Regions from separate parts of the Mus musculus genome. Here region 2 is linked to region 1. A link is a contact called in public Micro-C data. All regions are on one chromosome and are shown on one strand. Each heading gives the region's core, a stretch centred on a gene start, on an enhancer-like site or on the middle of the called end of the contact. The rest is flanking DNA. Distances are from core to core; before and after follow the strand shown. Region 1 holds the start of Crim1 (cysteine rich transmembrane BMP regulator 1 (chordin like)). Region 2 holds the start of Strn (striatin, calmodulin binding protein).

The links. A called contact is a pair of places that touch in the nucleus more often than the background predicts.
Region 2: a Micro-C map of embryonic stem cells shows a contact between it and region 1, with 2.4 times the contacts expected there. The contact joins the promoter of Strn here to the promoter of Crim1 in region 1. A contact is called at or near these places in 3 of 39 promoter capture datasets (the SN4741 cell line, cranial neural crest and maxillary cranial neural crest), 6 of 484 Hi-C or Micro-C datasets (LSK cells, embryonic stem cells, granulocyte-monocyte progenitors and 1 more), 2 of 115 datasets of contacts at active chromatin or transcription factors (astrocytes and pancreatic cancer cells) and 1 of 9 other capture datasets (adipose tissue).

The regions. Positions count from the first base shown.
Region 1 is chr17:78,195,758-78,202,794 of GRCm38.p6, forward strand. Crim1 (cysteine rich transmembrane BMP regulator 1 (chordin like)) reads left to right here and starts at 4,491. Exons shown (of 17, transcript NM_015800.3): 1 at 4,491-5,342. The coding sequence starts at 5,012. Gm32282 (predicted gene, 32282) reads right to left here and starts at 4,268. Exons shown (of 2, transcript NR_168063.1): 1 at 3,837-4,268; 2 at 3,493-3,594.
Region 2 is chr17:78,733,559-78,740,595 of GRCm38.p6, forward strand. It overlaps Strn (striatin, calmodulin binding protein), which reads right to left and starts at 3,003. Exons shown (of 18, transcript NM_011500.3): 1 at 2,696-3,003. The coding sequence starts at 2,929.

The sequences.
Region 1 (7,037 bases), core at 3,241-5,740:
TGTGGTCGAATGAAATCAACCTCTACGAAGTGCTGAACATACTGGCTTTAGAAATGTTAGCTATGGAGCTGGAGATGTGGCTCTGTGGTTAAGGACAATGGCTGCTCTTCTAGAGGATTCAAGCACGCAAAAGATGGACAGACACACGTGGAGGCAAAAGCACCCATGCACATAAAATAAAAAGTGTTAGCTCTTCCTTTTCCCATGATCATTAGTTACTGACATTTAAATACATTCAAGATGAGAAACTGTCACAAAAACCTGAAACCCAACACTAATGCTGACTGCCAAAGCAGATCTAAGAGGCCATCCCAAGAAAAGCCAAAGGAGCAAACAAAAGGCAGACAAGTGTCCTATGGTTACATGTGACAAAAATTAGACAGGTAGGATGCCCACGTGTTGGGAGAGAGTTAAGACCTGAGTGACTGTTGTGTTGTTGACATGGATCATAGCCATGTCAAAGACCAAGGCCTCAGACCCAGATGAAGCTCAGAGGGATGTCAAAGCAGCCCTCATATTTACGGCCCAAGCTTCCAAGGAGCTGCAGCTACTCCATCAGAGAGCGCAGTCTGCCTGGTCCCAGCTTTCGTGTGTGTCTGTCTGTCTGCTTTATTCCCTTTCCACCCCTGTGGCCACATTTCCAGTCCCTGGAGCCATGGCTGGATGAGTCACCATCTCAGGCTGAATAGTTGGAAATGCATTCAGTGAGCTTCTCCCAATAAAAGCAACATAGGAGAATGTGCACTTCCTGATAGTATTCTCTGGGAAGTTGGTGTTCTTGTCTCCACTCTACAGAGGAGAGAACGGCTTTGTAGTGCACACGCAACTGTTTAAACTGGTACAAAGAAAGAGCAAGGCTCTGGCAGAACCTTCAAAAGAGGTCGTGTTCGGTGCACAGGTCTTGCTACCCAGTTAGTGCCTCGGAAGCAGCTGTTATTCACTGGCAAAGCAGATAAGACAAGGACTCCCTTAAACGTGATGTACTGGACGGTGACAGCATGGCCCAGACATCAGATCTAGAGTGGAAAAGTAGGTGAGTGAGCCTTCAATCTAGGACTTTATCTCTACCTCTGAAATTATCTGATCCTAGACTTGGTGAGCATCCTTATACAGTAAAGCTTGCTAGGGCTTAGGGAGACGGGAGGACTCAGATAAAAGGATTCGTTCCTGTTGTTGTCGTCATGGCTTCCTGTGATATGGATGCAACATTTTTTTTTATAAGACAAAAGATTTTTTTGTCCCTTGTATCGCTCTACTCTAATAATACATCTTACTCAAAAGATAATGTCTTCGTTTTTGTTTTGTCTTGTCTTGTTTTGTTTTGTTTTGTTTTGTTTTGTTTTTCACTTCAGGGACACATAAACAGCGTGACCATCCCAGAGAATGTGACTCCAGTAGGAAAGCTTGGGAGACACTGCATCAGGCTCCGAGTCTCCCATATTCTTTCTGTCTACTGCACTCCCTGTCCCACTTGCTGTTGCTGGGCCCCAGTTGGCACTTTGCTTTTCACAGTGAATCCCCGCTCTGATCCAACCTGCCCAGTGGCCAATAGAGGGCGGACTGTCTCTTCCCTCCAGATGGCCTTCAGAAAGTCTCCCTCCTTTTGCTGTCCTCCCTCCACTTCTTCAGGTTACTGAGCCACACGCCTGTCATCTGCTTTGTTTAGAGATGTTTACTAAGACTCCCGATGGGTCAGAGAAAATATCCAAGTGTCCTTTCGCATGTAACTCTCCTTTTCCACTCATGCCTGTCCTAAGCATGCCTCCCTCCAATGGGCTGACTGAGTGAGGTTGGAGCTGCTTAATAGTTGTGTTATAAGGAGATCAACACTACAACCAAAGGCACTTGAACTATTGTAGAATAAGGGAATATGCTCAGAGAAAGAGACATTAGACCACATTCATGTAAGCTCTGATTCTTACATTTTCAAGTGTCTTTTAGGGCCCATGTAACCTTTCCCAGCCTATTCTATCACTCAGCACCCAATAGCTATCATGCTAAGCTGAACTACCCCCTTCCTTAAAGACAGCAGGATCCCTTATGGATTAGCATTGCCTCAGCTCGTGGGCACCTCACATCTTGCTGGATTCCTGAAAAGAAATGTTTTAACTGAGCTCCTAGCTCACGTACGGGTCACGTACGGGTCTCGGAGAATCGGGTAGAGCCTTGCCACTAATTACTGTACTCAAGATTCCTATTTTCTTCTATGACTTAACTCTATGGCAAACATAGAGTCTACATTCTCTTGAGCTAGTATTTTCTAAGCCTGTTAATTTTTCTTACCTTGTACTTATTTATCTAAGTTTTTCTAACTATAAAGTCTCAAGAAGGATGGGTAGAGGCCTCCATCTTGTTGCTTGTCTATTCCCAGATCTGTGGTATTTCCCAATTCTTAATGTATTGCCCTAAAAGGAAAAAGCACAAAGAATGGTGCTTTAGACAGGGTGAGGTCACTCTCTCAAGCTGTGTTGTCTTTGCACTTCTGCCTCTTCTCTCTCTCCTGACCTTGACTTTTCCCGAGTCTAACAACATTATCTGCTTATGTTTTTAATAAAGTCTTTATTCTTGCATTCGAACAGAAGTTCAGATAACCTCTGCAGGGGTTGGAAGGGATGTTTTAACAAGGTCCAGTGATGACAGTTTGTTGGCAAATCCCACTATGAAGTACTAGTGCCTCGTTGGGCAACAAGACACGAACATTTATTATGTGTTTCAATATTTGGTTTTGCTAAAAGAAAACCTAGCAAGTTGTAAATGACTTCACCCTTTACTTTTATAGGGCTTCAGGGTACGAGGACCTTTTAGAGAGGGCCATGTAAAATGTGTCACAAATGCCTGGAGAATCGTCACCTCAACAGCAGCTTATAAGCCCCAAGAAAATGGGGTGTTCTCCCCTTTCCAATATTGACGGTTCCCTAAGCCCTCCTTCCCCAACAATCAGTATAATTAACGAGACATTTCCTCTCTTCAGTATAAATGTATATAGTTTTCTAATGGGATGGAGAGGGGAATATTACACTGGTGGCTTTGGCTTTTTTGTTGTTGTTGTTGATGATGATGACTACCACAGATAAACCATAATATTCTGCAGAAATATGAATCTGTCCCACAAACAAAATTCCAAAGGCATCTTTGTGTCCTTTCTCCTTGTACTGGTGCCATTAACTTTTGGCTCATTAGTCATGATGCTCCTGATCTAACTAGCTGCCACCTATCTGCAGCAAGACCATGCACAGGCAGCCAAGCCCACTTCACACCTGCTCCAACACCAGGCGGGTTTTACATAATGATTCAAATCACTCCCCCCTCCCTCCTTGGGCTGTTTTATTTATACTCCTGTAAGGGGGCACGGAGAAAACATCGACGGGGCCACTGGTTCTCTCCTGATGAGGGATCAGAGCTATCACTGGGAGAATCTCTGAAATCATTGAGGAGAAATCCTCCACATGTGCACAGCTCCTCTCCAGTTGTTTCATGTCTCGCCACAAAGAATATATTACCACCCATCTTCTTTATTAATACATTCGTGATAAATCTTTTAGGAAAGAAAAATGGGAGGAAGAAAAGGGAAACACGCCTCTTTAGCTCGCGAGCCTGAAAAAACAAAACAAAACGGCACAGTCAGGTGGCATGTAAGGATGCCTAGGCTCTTCCAGCCTAGCGTCATGTCAAGACTTGTAATCTAGTGTTGAGCCTTACTCCAGAGAGGATTAAGCTCTGTTACTTTCCAGTCACCCCTCCCATGATACAGCACCTCCACACAGACATACAGAAGGTGGATCATTAAAATTCAAGCTGCAGCCCTCCCCAACATTGTCCCAGCTCAGAATATTTACCTAGACCATTTAAAGCATTCAACCCCACCAGCAGTTTCCCTGGAGATGTCTCCAGGTTTCCAAGACTCCATTACATAATATCTTTTACAAAGTCTATTCCCAGCTCGAGTGGAAGATGGATTCTCGTCCAGTTTGCGGAAATTCCACGCGTTCGCTTCCCTTTCCTGGGGTTCGATCCGGCCAGTGCCCAGCCTAGGCTGCAGCAACAGCTCCGGCTAGGATCCCCGCCACTCTCTGAACTCAAAACTACCACCCGGAGGTGCAGCCGTCCCGCCCCCGGTGCTCCAAAGCTAGCCCTCGTGGCCCGGTGCCGGCGGGGGCTCGCGTCGCTACGACTGTCTCAGATCCCCGGCCGCAGCGCGCTCGCGGGGCCGGGCCCCGAGCCCGGATGATCGGCAGCAGGGCCGACTCGGTGCCGGGCTGCGGAGGAAGGAGAGGGGGAGGAGGAGGAGGCGTGGAGGGAGGAAGGGCCGGGGCAGCCCCGGAGGGAGGCGAGGGGGAGGGGAGGGGGCCGGCCGGCCCGAGGGTGGGGGGGCAGCCAATGAGCAGCGCGCGGCGCGGGGAGGGCGGGGGGGGGAATGAGGTAGGATGGGGGAGGGCGCAGCCGGAGCGGCGGAGGCTCCAGCCATAAACAAGCGCCCGGAGGAGCGGCGCGGGAGAGAGCCGAGCCGGGCACAAGGAACGGACGCCACGGACCTTCTGCTGAGCCACCGCGCCCACTCGGCGGCTCGGGAGGCGGGGACCGGCCCGGAGGCTGCGCTGCCGTCGTCTTTCCCCGGCAATCAGGAGCAGCGCGGAGGACCAGAAGGAGCCACCAGCCCTTCTTCGGAGCGGTGCGCAGCCACCGCCGCCGCCAGAAGTTTGGGTTGAACCGGAGCTGCCGAGAGGAAACTTTTTTTCCTCTTTTCCCCCTCCCGCCCGGGAGGAGAAGGAGGAGGAGGGGAAGCCACCCGCCACCGCTGCCGCTGGCGCCAACGCTCGTGGGCTCCGGGTCGGCGCGGCCCGCAGGGGCGGCGGGGGCCTCGCCCCGCGAGGGGAGGAGCGCCCCGGGGGCCCCTAGTGGGGCACGAGGACCGCGGGCTGCGGGTGCGGCGGCGGCGCGTGTGCCCCGCGCAGGGGAGGGCGCCCGCCCCGCTCCCGGCCCGACTGCGAGGAGGAGGCGGCGGCGCAGGAGGATGTACTTGGTGGCGGGGGGCAGGGGGCTGGCCGGCTGCGGGCACCTCTCGGTCTCGCTGCTGGGGCTGCTGCTGCTGCTGGCGCGCTCAGGCACCCGGGCGCTGGTCTGCCTGCCCTGTGACGAGTCCAAGTGCGAGGAGCCTCGGAGCTGCCCAGGAAGCATCGTGCAGGGCGTCTGCGGCTGCTGCTACATGTGCGCCCGCCAGAGGAACGAGAGCTGCGGTGGAGCCTATGGGCTCCATGGAGCCTGCGACCGGGGGCTGCGCTGTGTCATCCGCCCCCCGCTCAATGGCGACTCCATCACCGAGTACGAAGTGGGCGTCTGCGAAGGTACGGCTGCCCTGCTGCGCGCCCCCTCCCACCTGGCGGGCGCGGAACAAAGTTTGCTTGAGACTTTTCCCAGAGGAGAGAGGGTTCCCGGGGAGGAGGGACGGTCGCTGTCCCCTGGAGGGTGCCCTAGATGCCTGCCCAGGGGCGGGCGAGGTTGGGTTGCGTGGGTGAGCTCCGAACACGCATAGACACACACAGGTGCGGTGATTAGGGCTTACACTGGGTGGCCTTTCTCGCCCCAGGCAGGGGTGCCCTGTGCGGGGGCACACTGCGGAGTCTGGCACGCACAAGTCCCTCGGGGAGTCCGCCCCTGCTGCCCTGCCCGCATAGCGCAGTGTGGCACCGAGGGCGTACGCAGTCCGCGCAGCCGGCTTCTGATAGCGGAGTAGACCTGTGCTCCAGCCTGCACTCCCTATGTGACTCTTACTATTTTTTCTTTGCGCTCTTCCTTCACCTCCTTCTTCCTCCTTCGCGTAATAAATCAGTTTCAGCTCCGGAGTATGTCAGTCCAGGCGAAGTTGCACATGGCGATTACTCATTTATTTGCCTATTGGAAACGGTCAAAGGCTTACTCTTCTGGATGGCTGAAGGGGGTGGGTGGGGGCTGCACCTGGATTAAAAAGTTATGGTTCACTACAAGAGGTTTCCTTTCAAGAGCCAACCTCTGCGTGTTTCTAGAGCTGGTGCTGTTGTCTTTTTGTTTGTTTGACAGCAGATTCTGCTCTGCTCGCTTCACCGTGGCGCATCATGCACCGCTGTGTGTAGATGTACTGAGGGCGGGGGCGTTGATAGTGGCGCCTCCCTGTTTCGGAAGCACTGTTGGACCCGGTGGGCCTCCATCAGCACATGGCTCTACTTCTGCCTCAAGGTGCCCGATTAGGTCTGAGGTCTAGAGAGAAATAGTGAGTTCTTTTATTTTGACAATGGACTGGATTGTCTGTTAAAAGTGGGGTCCTTGTCTTCCTAGAGATCAAACATTTGGGCTCCTCGATGCTGTTCCCGGTATCTTGCCAGGGATTAGGGCTCACTTGTAAGAAAAGACAACTGCTCTCTGCCTTTACTGCTGTTAACCAGCCCCTGGGACAGGACACTGGTGTATCCTGAAGTATCCTCGTGTGTGTGTGTGTGTGTGTGTGTGTGTGTGTGTGTGTGTGTGTGTGTGATGTGTGTCGAACTGAGATGCTGGAAAGGACAAAGGTGGCTGTATTAAATGGCTTCAGTACTGTGGTAACTCTTTAAACACACATGCATTTATTTTTGCGTGTGGTTTTAAGGTTTTGGACAGTTGTGGAATAATCGGGGAAGCCTTCCTGGTTTGGAAGCTAGTGGGCAGTAATGAGTGTGCAGGGGGGATGGCGGCACTGGGGGGACAGGGGGGTGGGGTGGGGGTGGGGTGAGGATATGCTCCTTTAGCATAGAGCCTGCAGGACCTAATTTTCCTGACACAGAAAAAAGGCCCTCCTGGTCTCCTTTGACAACAACGTGGGTTTTTTTCTCAGCTCAGGGAAAATGATCATCAGACAGACTGATAGACTTTCACATGCTTTGACTTAAGGCATTCTGAATAACTTAGGCTGAAAGATGCTTCTCTGTAACCTGCCATGTGGAGCGCCTAACTTGCCTCAGACTCCTATAGATTCGTAAAGAACTGGGAGGGACATGGTTAAATGCAGTAGAAACTGCGGGGCAGTGAGA
Region 2 (7,037 bases), core at 1,753-4,252, 540 kb after region 1:
TATATGCTGTGACTCCCTTCTCACTCCCATTATCTAAAGGAGGGAGGAAGTGACACAGGCTGCCCAGACAGATGAGAACTTGGGTTGCCTTTCACAACTCAGCCCTGACAACTTGAAAGAGCGGGATTGACAGGTTCCTGTAGGGACAAATGAGACTGAACCTTAAAGGCACTTCTGTTGACTTTGGTGTTAACGGCTTCAGAAGAGATTTAAAAATTAAAAGGACAGAGGCATGTGTCATCACAACTCATTTATCTCTTTTACTTTACATTGTCCCCCAACCCCAGGAAAAGCCTAATGGCACAGAAAGGGAGAATCAAATTTAATGTTGATTTAAAGTACAAGGTTTTTAAATTTTTTCATTCTGTTAATGATACAGAGACCATACATATAAACCCTGCAATAATAATAGTATTTATTATATTTACAAAATAGTCTATGATTTTTTTTCTAACTTTCTCTGGAACATAAATCAAAAGATTTTAAAATTAAGTAGTGTCCTTATCGTAAAGAAAAATATGAAACTTACCTGAAGTTAATTTGGATGTGTGTATAAAAATTAAAGACTAGTTAAATGTACACATAAATTGTAAACTCTAAGCCTCAGAGAATAGAATGAATGAACATAGGCTAGTCTGTAGATCCTCATACATCTACACATAGGAAGGCAAACTTTTTTTTTTTTTTTTTTTTGGTTTTTTTGAGACAGGGTTTCTCTGTGTAGCCCTGGCTGTCCTGGAACTCACTTTGTAGACCAGGCTGGCCTCGAACTCAGAAATTCGCCTGCCTCTGCCTCCCAAGTGCTGGGATTAAAGGCATGCGCCACCATGCGCGGCTCAGGCAAACATTATTTTATTGCTTGTTTTTAACCAGATTAGAGTCATTTGTTTTATAGTCCCTAAACTATAAAATATGCTAAAATTTAAACAGAAACAAACAAAAATCACTTGCAGCAACCATGCATGGAGTTAGCTCTCATGCAGTAGTCCCTTGGACCTGAACTCCATAAGCACATTTACAGAATGCGTTGCCAGTAACGACAGGTAAATGTCTGACCATTTCTGCGTACTCTCAAGTCACTGGGTTGAGTACAAGATCAGTCACCACAGGAAGACTTACAAATATCAAATAGACTCATACCTAACAGTAGGGATGAGAAAGTCAGCAAAGAATACAAGCCATGTAACTGCAGAAACGTAAGAAACCATACAGGCCACTACCTGACTTCATTCAATTGCCCTACCCACCGCCCCGAAGTTGGTTACACTCCTGTATTCCTAAGTTTCATCGGAGATAGACATAACCGTGGGCTAGTTCACACAGCTCTATCCACTGACTGTCCGCCTTCTCATTAAAACAGAAACTCCATGAGGGGGGCAGGTTTCGTTAATCGGAGTCTGGATACACAAGGCAGGCATTCACTGAGCCCTGAACCTGTGCTGAATAAGTAAGGGTTGAAACTGAAGCCCAGAGAGGTCACAGAATCCCCTCAAGGTCACAGAGCCGGACTCAAGCCCAGCCTTTATCAGAGACTTATTTACCATAACCTTGCCTGTTTGCTCCTTCTGTGGCCACATCAATCTCTCAAAGCAGTACGCTTCTACAAGCGAGTCTCTTCAGTGTTTCTTTCTCTTCATATTTTGTGCCAAAAAAAAAAAAAACCACCAAAAACCAAAAAAGAAACACACTTCGAGTGCTTCGCAAACAAACTAAAACTGTACTCAAATTTCATAAGCATACAGATTTAGCCCATAAAACAGAGAGGCACAATTCACAGCTCTTTGAGTTCCTCTGGAAATTAGTGTATGTGTTGGAAGTTTTATAAACAGTCACAGTAAACCTACTTACCAACTCAGAGTGACCAGTGAGTTACCAACCTTTCATGCTTCTCTGGCGCACAAGAGCTCCTCTCAGATAAGCATGCTTTATCTGGCAGGTTATGCAAGGGGGCAACGTAGCCCTGAAGCCCCTTTAGTTCCTTTTAAGCTCTGGACATACAAATCAACTCTTGGGAAGTTTGAGATTCTGTGAAAAGATGTCCCACCTCTGCCCATTTTCTGACTCCCATCAATCAAATCCTTCACTGAAACCTATGAGTCTAACCCAAACGCGAATGCGGGATGGGGTCAAAGGGCAGACAGGGAAACATTTTCAGACATAAAACTGGAGCTGACACTGCTAGTAACATCAGTTTCTCGAGGAAAGCCAAGGCCTCACTGATACAACTTGTGTTGCTTTCTCTGGTCACCTTCCTTGCAGAGTGAGCGATAGACAACTGCCAAACCCTTCTGCGAGGAACGTCTCTAGACCTAGGGTGCGTCAGGTTGAGCCAGGATGATCTGCTCGGAGTCTCTCAAAACTACTGTCAACCCAATCAGTAAACCGAAAGGGACAGACAACCCCAAAATGTGGCATGGCAAACCAGTAGGAATAAGCACCGGAGTTGAGAGTGGGGAAAACAGCCGCCGGGAGGGTAAATGGATCAGAAGGAGTGGGAAAACAGGCTCAAGGAAGTGGGATCAGCAAAAAAAAGTCAAAGGTGACTGGAGGAAGGGGGATGAGATTCTGGAAGTGATGGGCGCAAGGCAAGGGGGAGGGGGCGCGAGCGGGCTGGGGGAGGGGGCGAAGGGTCTGGGGCGGGGCTGAAGAGAGAGAAGAGGCGGGATGAGGACCGCCAGGCCGGGAGGGTCTTTACCTGCAGCTCCGCCCGCTCCACCTCCCACTGGGCTCTCTCCACCTCGAAGCGGGCCCATTCGTGCTGCAGGAAGTGCAAGATCCCCGGGAGGCTGTACTGAGCTCGGGCCGCCCCCGCCGCAGCCGCTCCGTCTCCGGCCGCTGCAGCCTCCGCCAGAGGCCCGAGCCCCTTAGCACCGCCAGCTCCCGGGTGGTTGTTGCTGAAGAAGACGCCGGGCCCCGCCTGCTCGTCCATGGCGGCCGCACGAACCCCGGGGAGCTCTCTGCCTAGGCGCCCAGCAGCGGCGGCAAACTGCGGCGGCCAGCTCTGCCTCCTCCCTCCGCCGCTCCCCGCCCACACCCCAGTCAGCAGGGAGCAGCCGCCCGGGCGCGGGGGCCGGGCGAGCCCGTGACGGGCCGGGAAGTGGGTCAACTGCGGCCCGCGGGGCTTGCCGGGAAATGTAGTCCCGGGGCGTGGCGAACCCCGCTTGCCTGTAGGCCTGCGCCTCTCGGAGGCCGGACCGAAGCCACGCCCTTTCCTCGCCACGCCCTCCCCTGACGGCTCCGCGGGTTTCCTCTTCGGCAGTGCGGCCAGCCGATGCCCCTCGGGTCGCGCCGCCGCAGGCTCCCTTCATGCGGAAGTTCGCGAGCGGCGCTCCCTGTTGCATATTCGCACGCGGAAGTTATCACGCCAAGTACCAGCCCTAGCTCCACTTAGTTTAGGGCTTCCTGGTCGTTTTGTTAAGAAATAGGCGCTGGGCAAGCCATCCGGTCGTCTGCCCCCTCGTCGCCCTTTTCGGGGTTCATCAAAGCCTCGACACCCCTGGACCACGGCTTGCCATCGAGCCTACCATTCATCCCCAGAGGGGCTCAGTGCTTGTTAACAGACCAGTTTTCCCTTAGGAGGAGGAACTCTGGTCTTCTCTCTTTCTGCTAAGGTTCGACATTTGCCATGAGGGCTTTTTCTAATTTCCAGTTTAACACTTGGTCTGAAATATTAGTATTAAAAGTCCCTTTCTCTGTGCTAATCCTGCTTGTAAATTCTGCCAAAGTTTTAGATCTCCAGTAATAAAGAAGTGCTGCCTGTCCAATCTCATTTTTCCCCCCATCTTTGCGGCAGTTTTCACTCAATTCGCTTGAACAAGTATTTTATTGTCAGTAATATTCCGTGCCAGGAATATAAAGATAGATGTCACAGTTCTTGTCATCAAAAGGAGGTTGACATACATATAGAGTCACAGAGCCCTAAGGGCTACAATCAGAAGGAACAAAGTCCCTTTTTGCTCTATTGCACTCCTGAACCCGGGAACCTCCCCTTCCCACTTGTCGCTTTCCTAATTTCTTGGGCAATTGATCTTTACACCAAAGGCACACTAAAATCCTTTCCTTCTAAGTGGTTTGCCAGTGTTTTCCCTCTCTGAGTACCCTGATAACTATTATCATTATAAATTTACACTACACCAACTGGAGAAAGGAATGTGCCTGAAGAACATTTAAGAAATGAAAACGAAATTAAGTAATTATTTATCTGTCACTCCAACAAAAAAAAATTGTAATTTTGTTTTGATCTGGTGGACATGAAAAAAGAAAAAAAGAGAGTCAAGATACAAGCTGATGAGTGACTTGCAAGGGAAGGGCATCCTGTCCCTGTCCTCTCTGTTCCCTGGTCTTCCCATGGCAACTTGTGAAAAGGACAGGAAACACATTGTCTCTGCTCGGGTTGCAAAGAGCGATGGCAAAGCCCTCTGCTCAGTTACTGAATGTTTCTGCTTTGTGAATTCATTCTTTATTATCATAAAAAGTTGATCCAGGCCTGGCCAAATTCCTTGTGTCATAAATTAGTTTGGCTCTAAATGTTCTTTGAGATCCAGCCTGATTCATTCACAGCTCAAGAAATTGAGACTGTCCTCAATGAGACCTTGAATGACAGATGACTACCAAAACTAGCACCCAGATTACCTGCCTGTTAGCCCAGTAACCTTAAAAAAATTAAGCTGGACATGGTGGCACAGCCCAGAGACAAGAGACAAGCAGAGGGAAACAGATTTCTGAGTTTGAGACCAGCCTGGTCTACAGCATGAGTTCTAGGACAGCCAGGGCTAGTTATATATTTCTCTATCTATCTGATTTAATTTTAATTAATTAAAAACATGCTGACTACTCTTATATCTATCAGAACCAAGAAAACATAAATAGAATTTTTTTCCTTTCTTTTTTTTTTCCCTATCCTTTTCTTTCTGTTTTTTGTTTCTTGGATTTTTGAGACAGGGTTTCTCTGTGTAGCCCTGGCTGTCCTGGGACTTGCTCTGTAAGACCAGGCTGGCCTCCAACTCAGAGATCTACCTGCCTCTATCTCCCAAGTGCTAGGATTAAAGAAGTGTGTGCCACCACCTGGCTAAGATTGGAACTTTTTCATCTGAGCGATTTAAGTAATTTTTATAAGCTTGGGTGTTAAACAATCTGTTTTTTTCCTCTAACAGAAGACATGTCAGACAAGACAATGGCTTTAAACTGATTCACAAAAGACTATAAAACATAATTAAATGCATAGATAATAAGGCAGGGTAGATGATTCAGTCAATAAGGTACTTGCCATCTAAGCATGGGAAACTGGGTTTGAATCCACAGCACACACATAAAAGCGAGGTGCAGGCAATGACCTGTAATTCAGTAATGGGAGATGGCAGGATATAAAGTAGAGACAGGTAAATTTATGGATATAAGTGACTAGCCAGTCTGGCCAAACAGATGAACTCTAGGTTCAGTGAGAGATTCCTGACTCTATTTAAAAACAAACAAACAAAAATAAAATAGAGCTGGGGATTAATCAAGGAATACTCATGGATTTCAGACAGACACACACACACACACATATACATGCTACACTAATGGATTTCAGACATGCACACACACATACACATGCTACACTCATGGATTTCAGACATGCACACACACATACACATGCTACACTCATGGATTTCAGACATGCACACACACATACACATGCTACACTCACATACTTCCCAAAAGTATCAACATCCTGGACTACTATGGATACATACTAGAGAATCATTTTCATTCTTATTTAAACTTTATTATCAAATAATTTCTTTGCTTTTGAGTACATCTTTACAATCAAAATAGCATTGATGGTTCATATCATGGACATAACATTCAATAAGTCAAAATATTAAGAGTTATAGTAAAATAGGATATTAAACTTACTTTAAAAGATCTGCATGTGGTAATATTTTGTTGGTAGTTTAACAAAACTCAGTACATTTTTTAAAGTTTTAAGGTTCTTTGTTTTAATAAGGACCCTGAATCCTGTATTACTATATGAGCTAGATTCTAAAACATGTGTGTGTGTGTGTGTGTGTGTGTGTGTGTGTGTGTGTGTGTTTGCTGCTCATGAGTGGAGGTCAGAGAATAACTTATGGAGTAAGTTCTCTCCCTTTAGTGTGTGGGTTCCTGGGGATGGAAGGCAGGACTGTCAACTTTATTAAAGCATAACACATGTCTTACAAAATCAGTGTGAGGTCATATAGGAGAATGAATTTAAATGTTTACCATAATACCTACCTATGGTATATACTAAATAATCATAACTTTTTATAATATAGTTCACAAGACTAAATGAAATTTGTACACACACACACACACACACACACACACACACACACACACACACACACTTAAGGCCCTGGTCAATGCCATAATTAATTTCCCTTTTGCCTTCTTCACTCCCACTCCAGGACTTCAGTAAGAGTTAAATCCTAAAACCAACAAGACTGATGCTTAAGCTAACCTCTAAGCCTCAAACAAAACTCATGGTGTTGTTGATGTTCCAATATCTTCATTATCCAATAAAGCCCAAGTGGCAGGGCCAATAGCTTCTTTTCTGAGCACACAGAGCAACCGTTGAGGTGGTGACTTCTAAGTCAGCGTAAGGTGAAAGGGGGACCTGCTAGCAGGGTTCTCAGATAACAATGTGTGTGTGCTACGTTCCACTTCTCCATGTATGCTTTGTAGGACTAGCATTACATTCCTATAAAATGACAATTCGTCTGATATTTTTTCCCCCGTTTTTCATTAAAAATGAGTGGCTCTTTTTCCCAAGCTGTGCAAAATAACAGGTTATTTGAGTTTCCGAGAAAGGCTTCAAATTGAACCTGATGGCTCTTTCAGAGTTTTGAAGGAAATGGCTTGGGTGGAAAGAAGCCTCCAAAGGGACTAAAAGCGCTTTGGGGAACAGGAACTTGCCATCGCCCATTGTTTATTCACGTCTGTCCTGTCTCTCATCTCTGCCCCCTTTTCCTTCCTGCCTGTTCTCTATCAGGCAGCTTTTTCCTGCATCCAGCTTC